Regions from separate parts of the Callithrix jacchus genome. Here region 2 is linked to region 1. Evidence: chromatin contacts called from public Hi-C data. All regions are on one chromosome and are shown on one strand. Each heading gives the region's core, a stretch centred on a gene start, on an enhancer-like site or on the middle of the called end of the contact. The rest is flanking DNA. Distances are from core to core; before and after follow the strand shown. Region 1 holds the start of SH3BP5 (SH3 domain binding protein 5). Region 2 has its middle 36 kb from the start of SH3BP5.

Evidence for each region. A called contact is a pair of places that touch in the nucleus more often than the background predicts.
Region 2: a Hi-C map of skeletal muscle shows a contact between it and region 1, with 2.5 times the contacts expected there. The contact joins the enhancer-like site here to the promoter of SH3BP5 in region 1. A contact is called at or near these places in 2 of 3 Hi-C or Micro-C datasets (induced pluripotent stem cells and skeletal muscle).

Annotation. Positions count from the first base shown.
Region 1 is chr17:54,145,655-54,151,250 of calJac240_pri, reverse strand. SH3BP5 (SH3 domain binding protein 5) reads left to right here and starts at 2,688. Exons shown (of 9, transcript XM_035278189.3): 1 at 2,688-2,887; 2 at 5,453-5,515. The coding sequence starts at 2,858.
Region 2 is chr17:54,181,554-54,187,149 of calJac240_pri, reverse strand. No RefSeq gene overlaps it. Among named protein-coding and RNA genes, the nearest start is that of SH3BP5, 36 kb to the right of the region's middle. Within about 2 kb of position 3,304, at least 2 of the 16 cell types and tissues checked have an H3K27ac peak or open chromatin away from gene starts, as enhancers often do.

The DNA of each region.
Region 1 (5,596 bases), core at 1,439-3,938:
GTGGTATCTCAGCTCACTGCAACCTCTGCCTCCCAGGTTTAGGCGATTCTCCTGCCTCAGCCTCCCAAGTAGCTGGGATTACAGGCATGAGCCACCGTGCCCAACCGTATGTATTATTTTATATTTATCTTTAAATTCCACGAAATAATCATAAACATATTCTCCTTGTGAAAAATACAAACATTCCCAAGAAACTAAGTTTTCTTTGATCCCCTACCCCCATCCCAGCCAATCCTAGGCCACTCCCTTCTCCCTTTTCCCCAGAGGTAGCCACTCTTCACTGGGTGTAAATCCTTCCAGGCCTTTCGATGTGCACTTACGTGCATTATATATGTGCCAGTAGGGAATATATGCAGTTGTCCTTGATATCCCAGGGGGATTGGTTTCTGGACCCCTGTAATGCTAAAATCTGAGATGCTCATGTCCCTGGTAGAAAATGGCAGTGTTTACATATAACCTGTATACAGCCTCCTGTATACTTTTTTTTTCATTAGAAAAGTGTTTTTTTTGAGATAGGGTCTTGCTCTATCATCCAGGCTGGAGTGCAGTGGCATGATCAGGGTCACTGCAGCCTTGACTTCCAGGGCTCAAGTGATCTACCTCAGCCTCTAGAGTAGCTGGGACTACAGGCATGTGCTACCATGCCCTGCTAATTAAAAAAAATTTTATTTACAAATAAATAAATAAATTTTATTTTAAATTACAAAATTTAAAAGGTCTTGCTTTGTTGCCCATGCTGGTCTCAAACTCCTGGCCTCAAGCAATCCTCCCTTCTGCCTTGGCCTCCCAAAAGACAGATTACAGGCATCAGCCACCATGTCTGTCCCCTTCTGTATACTTTGTTATTATTTATATATTTATTTATTTTGAGACTGGTCTTGCTGTCACCCAAGCTGGAGGGCAGTGGTGCAATCTCAGCTCACTGCAACCTCTGCCTCCTGGGCTCAAGCAGTCTTCCGATTTCAGTCTCCCAAATAGCTGGGACTACAGGCATGAGCCACCACATTTGGCTAATTTTCAGTAGTTTCTGCAGAGCTAGTGTTTCCCCATGTTGCCCAGGCTGGTCTTGAACTCCTGAGCTCAAGCAACCCACATGCCTTGGCTTCCCAAAGTGTTGAGATTACAGGTATGAGCCACCACGGGCAGCTCCTTCTGTATACTTTAAATCATCTCTAGATTTCTTACCTGCAATACCTAATGTAATGCAAATAGGTACATAGTTGTTACATACTGTATTTTTTTTTTTTCTAGAGAAAGAGGCAGTCTCACTTTGTTGCCCAGGTTGGTCTTGAACTCCCAGCCTCAAGTGATCCTCCTGCCTCAGCCTCTCAAAATGCTAGGATTACAGGTGTGAGCCACCATGCTTGGCCATGTATTTTTAAATATAGATTTAAAAAATTGTTGTGTTTTTTTCCCCCAAATATTTTCTGTCTTTGGTTAGTTGAATTTACATATGTGGAACTCAAGAGGCTACGGAAGGTCGACTGGTTATTTTTCTTATTTTAACTTTAGAAACACTACTGGGATTAGCACTATAGCTGGCCCAGATCTCCAAAAAATAAGATGACGAAAGTCTGAACTGATGTTCTTAGGCAGCTGGGCTATGTCTCATAGGTACATTTTGAACCATTATGTTGGTCTAAGCTTAAGCAGAAATGTACTTCGGAGTTTGCTGATGAGAATGGAGAGGACGGGGTGCTACCAGCTGATGAGAATGGAGAGCACGGGGTGCTGCCAGCTGATGAGAATGGAGAGGACGGGGTGCTGCCAGCTGATTAGAATGGAGAGGACGGGGTGCTGCCAGCTGATGAGAATGGAGAGGACGGAGTGCTGCCAGCTGAGATGCATTTCTCATGGTCAGGGCTGACCCCACGGTTCTCTGTTTTATTTCAAACCCTCTCACTTTATTCAGAGCTAGGAAGTACCTGCCAGTTGGAGGGTCAATTCAAAGCCACCAGGGAACACTGGTGGCTCATGTGTCACAAAGTGACGCCTATGGCTATCTTGTCCCTGGCTTCATCTATCATTGGAAAACCAAAAGCAACTATACTTTAGCAAGGAGCTTTGAAACGCCTCTCACAGGCGTTTCAAACGCTGACTCATCCTTGATTTAAAGAGCAATGAACAGGTCTGACCTTTTTAGAAACAAACCATGGCACTACCTCCAGGAGACAATGGACTATAGTGCCAGCGGGGTATGGGGTGGTGCCTTGCCCAAGGAGTAACCCTCTAGCCTAGTTTCTGACAAAACCACCAGAAGCAAATTTATTTATTTATTTTGAGAAGCGGGGGGGGGGGGGGGGGTCTAGCTGTATTGCTCAGGCTGGTCTTGAACTCCTGTCCTCAAGTGATCCTTGCGTCCTGGCCTCTCAAAGAGCTGGTATTACAGATATGAGCCACCACGTCATACTAGACACAGGTGTTATAAGGTGGCTTTGATGACAGGTTCTCAGAAAGAAGCCCCTTTCTTAAGCAAAATTGTCCACAAATTTTGGACAACTGGTGGACAATTTTGTTTAAGCGGATGGGCCACAGGCCTCCCTCGAGAACATGAGAACGTTCTGCATTTCTGGAGGGAGGGAGACGTTGGCAGCCATGTGCTCACCTGCTTTGCCAAGGTCATTCTTCGTGTTCCCCTGACATCACAGTGGCCCTGACATAAAAGCAGAAGCGTGCCCCTTCAGTTTGGCTTTGTCGGGTGCTGTGTCTGCCAGGCAAGCTTGACCTCCCTACTCGTTGATGGTGGGCAGAAAGTCTCACTAATTCACAAATTCCTGGCCAGAGCGTGCCCATCAACAGCGGTTGCACTTGCCACCTCCTTAAAAAGGCTGTGTCAGCCCACTGGCATCCCAGCTCAATGCATTCTCCATGCTGCCTCGGTATTCAGGTAGGACCGCGGCACCTCTGTGTTTGGGTATGGGGCGCGCCCAGAGGGGCCGCAGCCTTCGGCCATGCAGTTGCGCACGGAACTGCAGCTGGTTCTCCTCTCTGCACTCCTGCGTCTACGTGAGCACACATTTTAGTTTCCTTTTCTGGGGAAATCTTTGAGGAGGCCCCATTCCCAAGGGTTGCCCAAGGGGAGGAATGTGGTTTGGTAAGTACAGGGGTTCGGCAAGTCTTTTTACTGGTTGAGGGTCACTGAGCGCAGGTTTCTGAAAGCGACTTCAGCGTGAAAGCACCCCACATTCCCACCGCACACTCAACGCGCCTCGGGGGAGGGAGGGAGAAGGGGACTCCCGAAAGCCGGAGGCTTGCGTTGCGTAGTTGAGATATATCCGGGCTGCTAAGTGACAAGGGGGTGGGTGCTCTCCTATTTTGCCACCTCGGAGATGTGGAGGGAGCTGGGGTTTTGTGACGGAGACCTGGGTAGCTGGGACTGGCCGGGGAACGCGCGGCCGGGGCGGGACGGGGGCGGAGCGGGCGCTGCGCTGACGGCCGCTGCAGAAAGGGGGCGGCCGCGCCCATTTCCTCTGCTCCGCTGCGGCCGGAGCGATCCGCATCGGCGAGCTGCGTCTCCCGGGTGTCGGCTCCCGCGGCTCCCCGACAGTGCCCGGCTGTGGCAAGGCGGCTCCAGCCGAGCCTGTGGCGGCTGCGATTCCCGGGGCGCTCCGGAACCCAGTGCGCTGCGCGCGTGCCGGCTGCCCGCATGGACGCGGCGCTGAAGCGGAGCCGCTCGGAGGAGCCAGCCGAGCTTCTGCCGCCTGCCCGGGACGAGGAAGAAGAGGAGGAGGAGGAAGAGGGGATGGAGCAGGGGCTGGAGGAGGAAGAAGAGGTGGACCCCCGGATCCAGGTAGGGCGCGCGGAGTCGCCCCGCATCCGGGCTTCGCCGGGGATGCTGCGGAGTCGGCGTCTAAGCGGACACCCACTTCGCAGCCCCCAGTGACTGTGGTCCGGGGACTGGCGACCGCGTAGCTCTGGTGGCAAGAGAGGGTCTGTATACTCCATTTCATCGTCTCCACAATGAAGGCTGCAATGCCCGCGTGGATGCGGCCTGACTCTATTGCGGGCAGCCCCCCGCAGACCCCTAGCAGGATCGGGGTCGCCGCAGAGTGCCTAGTGGTTTGGGCTGTTGTGCAACAAAGGGAAAAAGGGGGCGGGGGCGCCCTGCTATCCTCGGGGTGCCCCTGGCCCGGCCACGGCGCCGCGGGGATGGCACGGCCTCCACGCTCTGCGAGGAGGGGTCGCCTGCGTGGGCGGCGGGCACCGTGGGCGGGTGGGCGTTGCCCGCCCCTGCGGCGTGGGCTGGCCCCAGTGCCCCGGTGCAGCGTCCTCACCTGCCGGAGGTGCTCGGCCTGAGCCGTTTTCCTTCTCTGATTCATTGTTAGCGAACTCAGCGGCTTATTGTCACCACCGGTGCAACGTTCTGTCTGGCCTGAAATTGCTTAAAACCCTGCTTTCCCTTGTTGTGAGGTTGGGCATGAACAGAAATCAGGGACAACTGCTGCGCAAAGCTGATGCGTGGAGGCGGCGAGGGGATTGGGCTGGCTTTCTGTGCCTCCATTTCCAAGAGAGATCTAGGAGTGACAGTTTAACCTCTTCACCCCTAAACAAAAAGCAGAGCAAATCCCTTTCCAAGACCCGTTTTCCCCAACCCTTTCAATAAATCATTTTTTAAAAATGGATTTTAAAAATGCTCTGTAATTTCTGGATCCTTAATTGCTTTTTGGTGCGCAGATCAATTTACAAGCTCACTTAACTCAGTGGTTGGGGTTTAAATGAATTGTCAGGTTAGCAACATAAAGATCAGGTGGGGAAAAAATCCTTGCATTAGGAATGCTGTAATTAAAATAATTGGTTTGGAATAAATCGCATGTTATTGGTGTGGAATTATGTTAGCAAGATCCTTTGTTTGCATAGTAAAGACGAATTAAGTTCATGTTGGATGTTTTTCACAAAATGTCAGTTTGTAAATTTTTTTTTAAAGGAAGAGAATTAAGGCTAGTTTAAAACAGCCAGCTAAGTAGGTTGAATAATTGGCAGTGTCAAAAGATTTTTACCCTTTACAGAAAAATAATTCTGATGAGTTAATACCAGAATTCTGCCCTTGATTTCACTGGATTTATATTTTTGGCTTGGCCTTGCTTATTGTCTTTTATTGTTTTCTAAGCAAAGTTCTTGCTCAAGGCAGATGGTACTGTTTTGATTAGGCCATTAAGCCATTTGTAACAGGTGGGGTTTACTTGAAGGCACATACCTGGAATATTTGACCTCAAATTCCAAATGTCCCTTAAGACATTTTCAAAAGGGACACCGTCAAGAAAATGGTTTCAGAAATGCTGACATTCATTTGCTTTTCTAGCCAAGCTTCAGCTGTTTGCCTTAAGAATTAGTACTGGTTCTTCATTTGTCCTGCAAATTGGGCTGGGGTAATTTTTCAGGTTATGGACTGAGTTATACTGGAAACAAAAGATGGATCCCTTAAGTCTTTTTTTCTCCCTCTTTTCTTCACCAGGGAGAACTGGAGAAGTTAAATCAGTCCACGGATGATATCAACAGACGGGAGACTGAACTTGAGGTACAGAGAGCTGAGTTCCTGTTCTTGAAGTGGTGTCACACCGGCACAAAGCTGGTTAATTTCGTGTTCTGACTGGAGGGT
Region 2 (5,596 bases), core at 2,055-4,554, 35 kb before region 1:
AGTCATAACCTCTCCACTCTGCATGGGTGAATGATGTGCCTCTCTGGGCCTCAGTTTCTCCATGTGTAAAATACTGTGATTGAATCACATAGTTGTTAAGCATAGTCCAGCTCTGAAAGGATTCCGGGATTAGCTCTGTAGTAAAGAGTCTTCTGGAGTCAGCAACAACTTAACAGCAGGTGAAATAACTGCTGTAATTGAAGGTCATTGACTGAATGTTTGTCACCGCCCACCCCCCTAGCCAAATTCACATGGTGAAGCCCTAACCCCCAGTGTGGCCGTATCTGGAAATAAGGCTTTGAAGGAAGTAATTAAGGTCAAATGAGATGAAGTCACAAGGATGGGCCCTGATCTGGTAGGAGTAGTGTCCTACCAGAGTGGAAGGGGTCAGGCACAGTGGCTCACACCTGTAATCCCAGCACTTTGGGAGGCCAAGGTGAGCAGATCACTTGAGGTCAGCAGTTTGAGACCAGCCTGGCTGATATGGTGGACCAGTGTCTCTACTAAATTAAAAAATTAGTTGAGTGTGGTGGTAGGCATGGTGGCGGGCACCTGTAATCCCAGCTACTCAGGAGGCGGAGGCAGGAGAATCACTTGAACATAGGAGGCGGAGGTTGCAGTGAGCCAAGATTGCGCCACTGCATTCCAGCCTGGGCAACAGAGCGAGACTCCGTCTCAAACAAAAACAAAAAGTAGAAGAGACACGAGATCTTTCCCTGCTCGTGCATTCAGAAGAAATGCCATGTGAGGAAATAGTGAGAAGGTGGCCATCTGCAAGCCAGGCAGGGAGTCCTCACCAGAAACTGAACCCTGCTGGAACCTAGAGCCAGTGGAAAAAAAAATAAGTATCTGTGGGACAGTTGGCCCACAGATATTTGGTTTGGTTGACTTAATTTCTTTCTTTCTTTTGTTTTTTTAGATGGAGTTTTGGTCTTGTTACCCAGGTTGGAGTGCAGTGGTGTGATCTCAGCTCACCGCAACCTTTGCCTCCTGGGTTCAAGTGATTCTCCTGCCTCAGCCTCTGGAGTAGCTGGGATTATAGGCATGTGCCACCATGCTCAGCTAATTTTGTATTTTTTGTAGAGATCGGGTTTCTCCCTGTTGGTCAGGCTGGTCTCAAACTCCTGACCTCAGGTGATCTGCCCGCCTCAGCCTCCCAAAGTTTGAAATTATAGGCATGAGCCACCATGCCCGGCCAATTTCCTTTTTTTTTTTTAAGAGGCAGGGTCTCACTGTTGCTCAGGGTAGAGTGCAGTGGTGTGACCTTGGCTCACTGCAACTTGACCTTCTGGGCTTAAGCAATCCTCCCATCTCAGCCTCCCAAGTAACTGGGACTACTACTGGCAAGCCGGTGCCACTGCACCCGGCTAATGTTTTGCATTTTTTGGTAGAGATGAGGTTTTGCCATGTTGTCCAGGCTGGTCTCCAACTTTTGGGCTCAAGCAGTCTGCCCACCTCAGCCTCCCAAAGTGTTGGGATTACAGGTGTGAGCCACTGCACCTGACAAATATTTTTTTGAAATTTGAATTTGAACGCTTAAAAATTGCAGATGTGAGAGAATTTAAAAGAATAGTAAGAAGTTACTGAATATCACTCTGACAGCATATTTGAAAACCAAGAGAAACAGATTTCTTACAAAACATATAATACCAGAATTGACAGAGGAAAATTTAAAAAGACTAAGTTCTACATAAGAGATGGAAAGGTGTAATAAGATTGGATGCTAAAAAAAGTACCAGGATGAAATGGCTGAATAGCTGAGTTTGATGTACCTTTAAAGCATGGATAATTACAGTGTTAACTGAAATCCTTGCTACCCCAGTTGTGGTCCATGGACCAGCAGCAGCAGTGGCATCGCTGGGAACTTGTTGGAAATGCAGAATCTCAGGCTCGCCCCAGACCTACTAAATTAGACTCTGCATACTAACAGGATCCCTAGATGATCTGCGCGCACGTTGATGTTTGACAAGCACTGGCCTAGGCCACTAGTTCTCAACCCTGGCTGTACACGGGAATCACCTATGGAGTGTTTAAAAAGTACTAGTATTTGGGTTCCAGCTTCAGAGGTTCTGATTATCCGTCAGGTACATGGCATAGGCATCTGCATTTTACAATACTCCCTAGGTAATTAAGAAGCAGAGACTTAAACTGGACCATACGAAAATTAGGAAAGGCTTTAAGAAATAAAGCTGGCGAACAATGTAACACAGTAATTACAGTAACATATTGCTGTAAAATACAGCAATGAAAAAATAATACAACAAGATCAAGCACAGTTTATTCCAGGAGTACAAGCAGTAGCATGCTGGATTCACAACTAGCTCTCTGAGAAGGAAGAAAACAGCCCCAATTTATAGCATTTGCCAGTTCCCATGGCGTAAACACTCCCATCACAGCCAATTTTAAGCTACCAGCATGACATCAATGACTTTAAAAAGTTCCTGAAAATTTAATAATTGGCTGTCACCTGGTAAGAGCCAGCTATAGCACACCACTAGAGGCTGATTCAAAATTGGGAAATTCACCAACGAATCCATTCTGTTAATACATTAAAGAAGTAAAACCAGGCCAGGCGTGGTGGCTCATGTCTGTAATCCCAACACTTTGGGAGGTTAAGTGGGAGGATCACTTGAGCTCAGGAATTTGAGACCAGCCTACGCAACATAGGGAGACCTCACCTCTACAAAAAAATAAAATAATTTAGCCAGGTGTCATACTGTGTGCCTGTAGTCCTAGCTTCTCAGGGGGCTGAGGCAGGGGCATGCTTGAGGCTGCAGCGAGCTGTGATTGTGCCATTACGTTCAAGGCTGGGTGACAGAGTGACACCTTGTCTCAAAAAAAAAAAGTAAAACCACATTATCATATCACAAATGTTTAGGATTTGATGCCTTCTGTAGGCTGGCTCTCCACTTCAGCACAGGCATCGTCATGCTGTATTGTTTTTCACCCAGCTGGCTGCACCTATTCCCTGACCCCGCTGGTCCCTACAGCATGTGAGTTTGTGGCACCTGCTTTACTGCCAAGTCTAACCTAGTCTTATCCCCCAGTATTCCAGGCAAGGCCTAGACTCGATCATGACCTTTGTAGGTAGATGACGAAGATGTTATCGTCACCTCCTCATCTTTCAGCAAGCAGAGCTGGCAGAGGAAACGGTGCTACTTCCTTAATCCATGGATATGCTGCTTTAGACAAGTTTGCCCTTTCTCAACTCTGAAAGGAACGGAAGAGAGGAGGCAGGGGCCCACCTAGCGTGCCTGGGAAACACAGGGATGGGTTTCCTGCTCCTGCAAATGTTCTTGGCATGCCTTTAGATCCCCCATGGTTCACCTACTCTGCCCTGCGTTTCCTTACTTCCTTGGCTTGCTCATGCCAGTTTCTCCTGGAATGCTGAGTCTCTAAATCTTTCCAGTAAGTTCCCATTTTGTTTAGACATCTAGCGTCAATTTTCGTTGCTACCAGACTGGACTGTGACGAAGCAAGTGTGGAAGCAGGGGTCTGGCTAGGAGGCTACCGCTGAGGCCAGAGACGGCGAGCCGCAGCGAACCATCTGGTGATGCCAGGCTGTGCTTACTCATCGAAGTCATTCCTCAAAGACATCTCCACCGTCAGAACCTATCGCTGCAACCCGATACACAGCAATTACTTGCCAGAAAAAAATCATTTATGCTGAGACAATAGTAATTACAGGGCAACCCCTCTCATGCCTTCCTTGCTAACTCCTGACTGCCCTAACAATTAACTCCTACATGCAAGTGATCTGCTCAGCCCACCTGCTCTTGCATTATGGTATGCTTGAATTTCTCAAGGCCAGTGCTGCTCTCGTGCATGACCCCCTCCCTCAGTATGGCAGACTTTCATGACAAACTATTATACAGTGTCAGAGGTGTGGGGATCAGATAGATTCATGGAGGTAAGTTTCACATATTACGGCCTGTTTGATTCCTTTGACGTAACTTATCTCAGATCCTTTGCTAGTCTAGAGAAATGTTTTCACTCATTCATGTATTCATTTATTCATCCAATAGACAATTGGTGGATTCCCACTTTGTGCTACATCCTATGATGGGTAGGAGCTGGAGATACTGAGGCAAAAGTCAAGACCATACTCTCCAGTGGGGAGTGGCTATCTGCACATTTCCTCATGAGTGGCTCTTCAGTGGGCATCAACGCCACCCTTAGTTTGTAGACCACAGAACTTTACTTCCTTTCTCTTAAAAGGAAGCAAAAATTTACACTGATTATTTTCTCTGTGTCAGATACTAATTAAGATGCTTCTACATACCTCACCTCCTTCCGTTTTCACAGCAGCCTGGGAAATGGTTGTTCTGCTTTTCATCGATGAGTATATTAAGACTGGGAGAGGTTACATGGTTGGCCTAGTGTTATCTAGTCAGTAGGAGAGCTAGGACTGAAAGCGGTCTGCATGACTCAAAAATCCATTCTCTTTCCCCAGCTCCATAGCCTAAATTTACAGAGGTAGATCAAACTCAAACAGAAGAGAAGGGGGGGTGCAGTGGCTCATTCCTGTAATCCCAACATTTAGGGAGGCAAAGGCAGAAGGTTTGCTTGAGCCCAGGAGCCTGAGACCAGCCTGGGCAACATGCAAAACCCTGTCTCTACAAACAATACAAAAATTGGCTGGACATGGAGGCACATGCCTGTAGTCCCAGCTATTTGGGAGGCTGAGGTGGGAGGACTGCTTACGCCCAGGAGGTGGAGGTTGCAGTGAGACCCTGTTCTCCATAAAAAGAAAAAGAAAAAGAGAAAAATGAACAACAGAAGGGAGGAGCTTGGACACTTGCTCAGCCCTCTTTGGGCAAAGAAGAGAGAGGTCTGTCCTATAAGGACAATAAGGAAATTGCATGTCAGGGAAGATAAAGTCTCAACAATGAAAAAATTATGAAAATAATCAACACAAAGGAACATGATGGAAAACTCCCGACAAGCTCACTTCACAGAATGAGTCATCCCCAAAAGGATTTGGAGAAAGGTTAGAAAACGGATAGGCTTTAAGTGATGACAAAGTGTGTCTGAGGGGAAACAAAATGGAATCCTTGTTCATCTGAACTCCTTACTGGAGGCAGAGTCTTGCCTGAAGCTGCGTATTTAGTATGCAGCAGCCTGGAGGAGGTAGGAGGCTTCCTTTTTTTTCCTTCAAATTTTACATTTGTTGATTTAAAAAAAAATTTGTTGTTTGTTTGAGACAGATTCACACTCTGATGCCCAGGCTGGAGTGCAGTGTTGGGATCGCAGGATACCGCAGCCTCCACCTCCTGGCCTCAAGCCATCCTCCCACCTCAGCCTCCTGAGTAGCTGGGACTACAGTCACGTGCCACTATGCCTGACTAATTTAAAAAAAAATTATAGGCTGAACATGGTGGCTCATGCCTGTAATCCCAGCACTTTGAGAGGCCAAGATGGATGGATCGCTTCAGGCCAGGAGTTTGAGACCAGCCTGGTCAACATAGTGAGACTCCATCTCTAGTAAAAAAAAAAAAATTATTAAAAAGAAATATGTATATTTTTGTAAAAACAGAGTCTCACTATGTTGCCCAGGCTTATTTGGAACTCCTGGGCTCAAGCAATCAGGAGGATT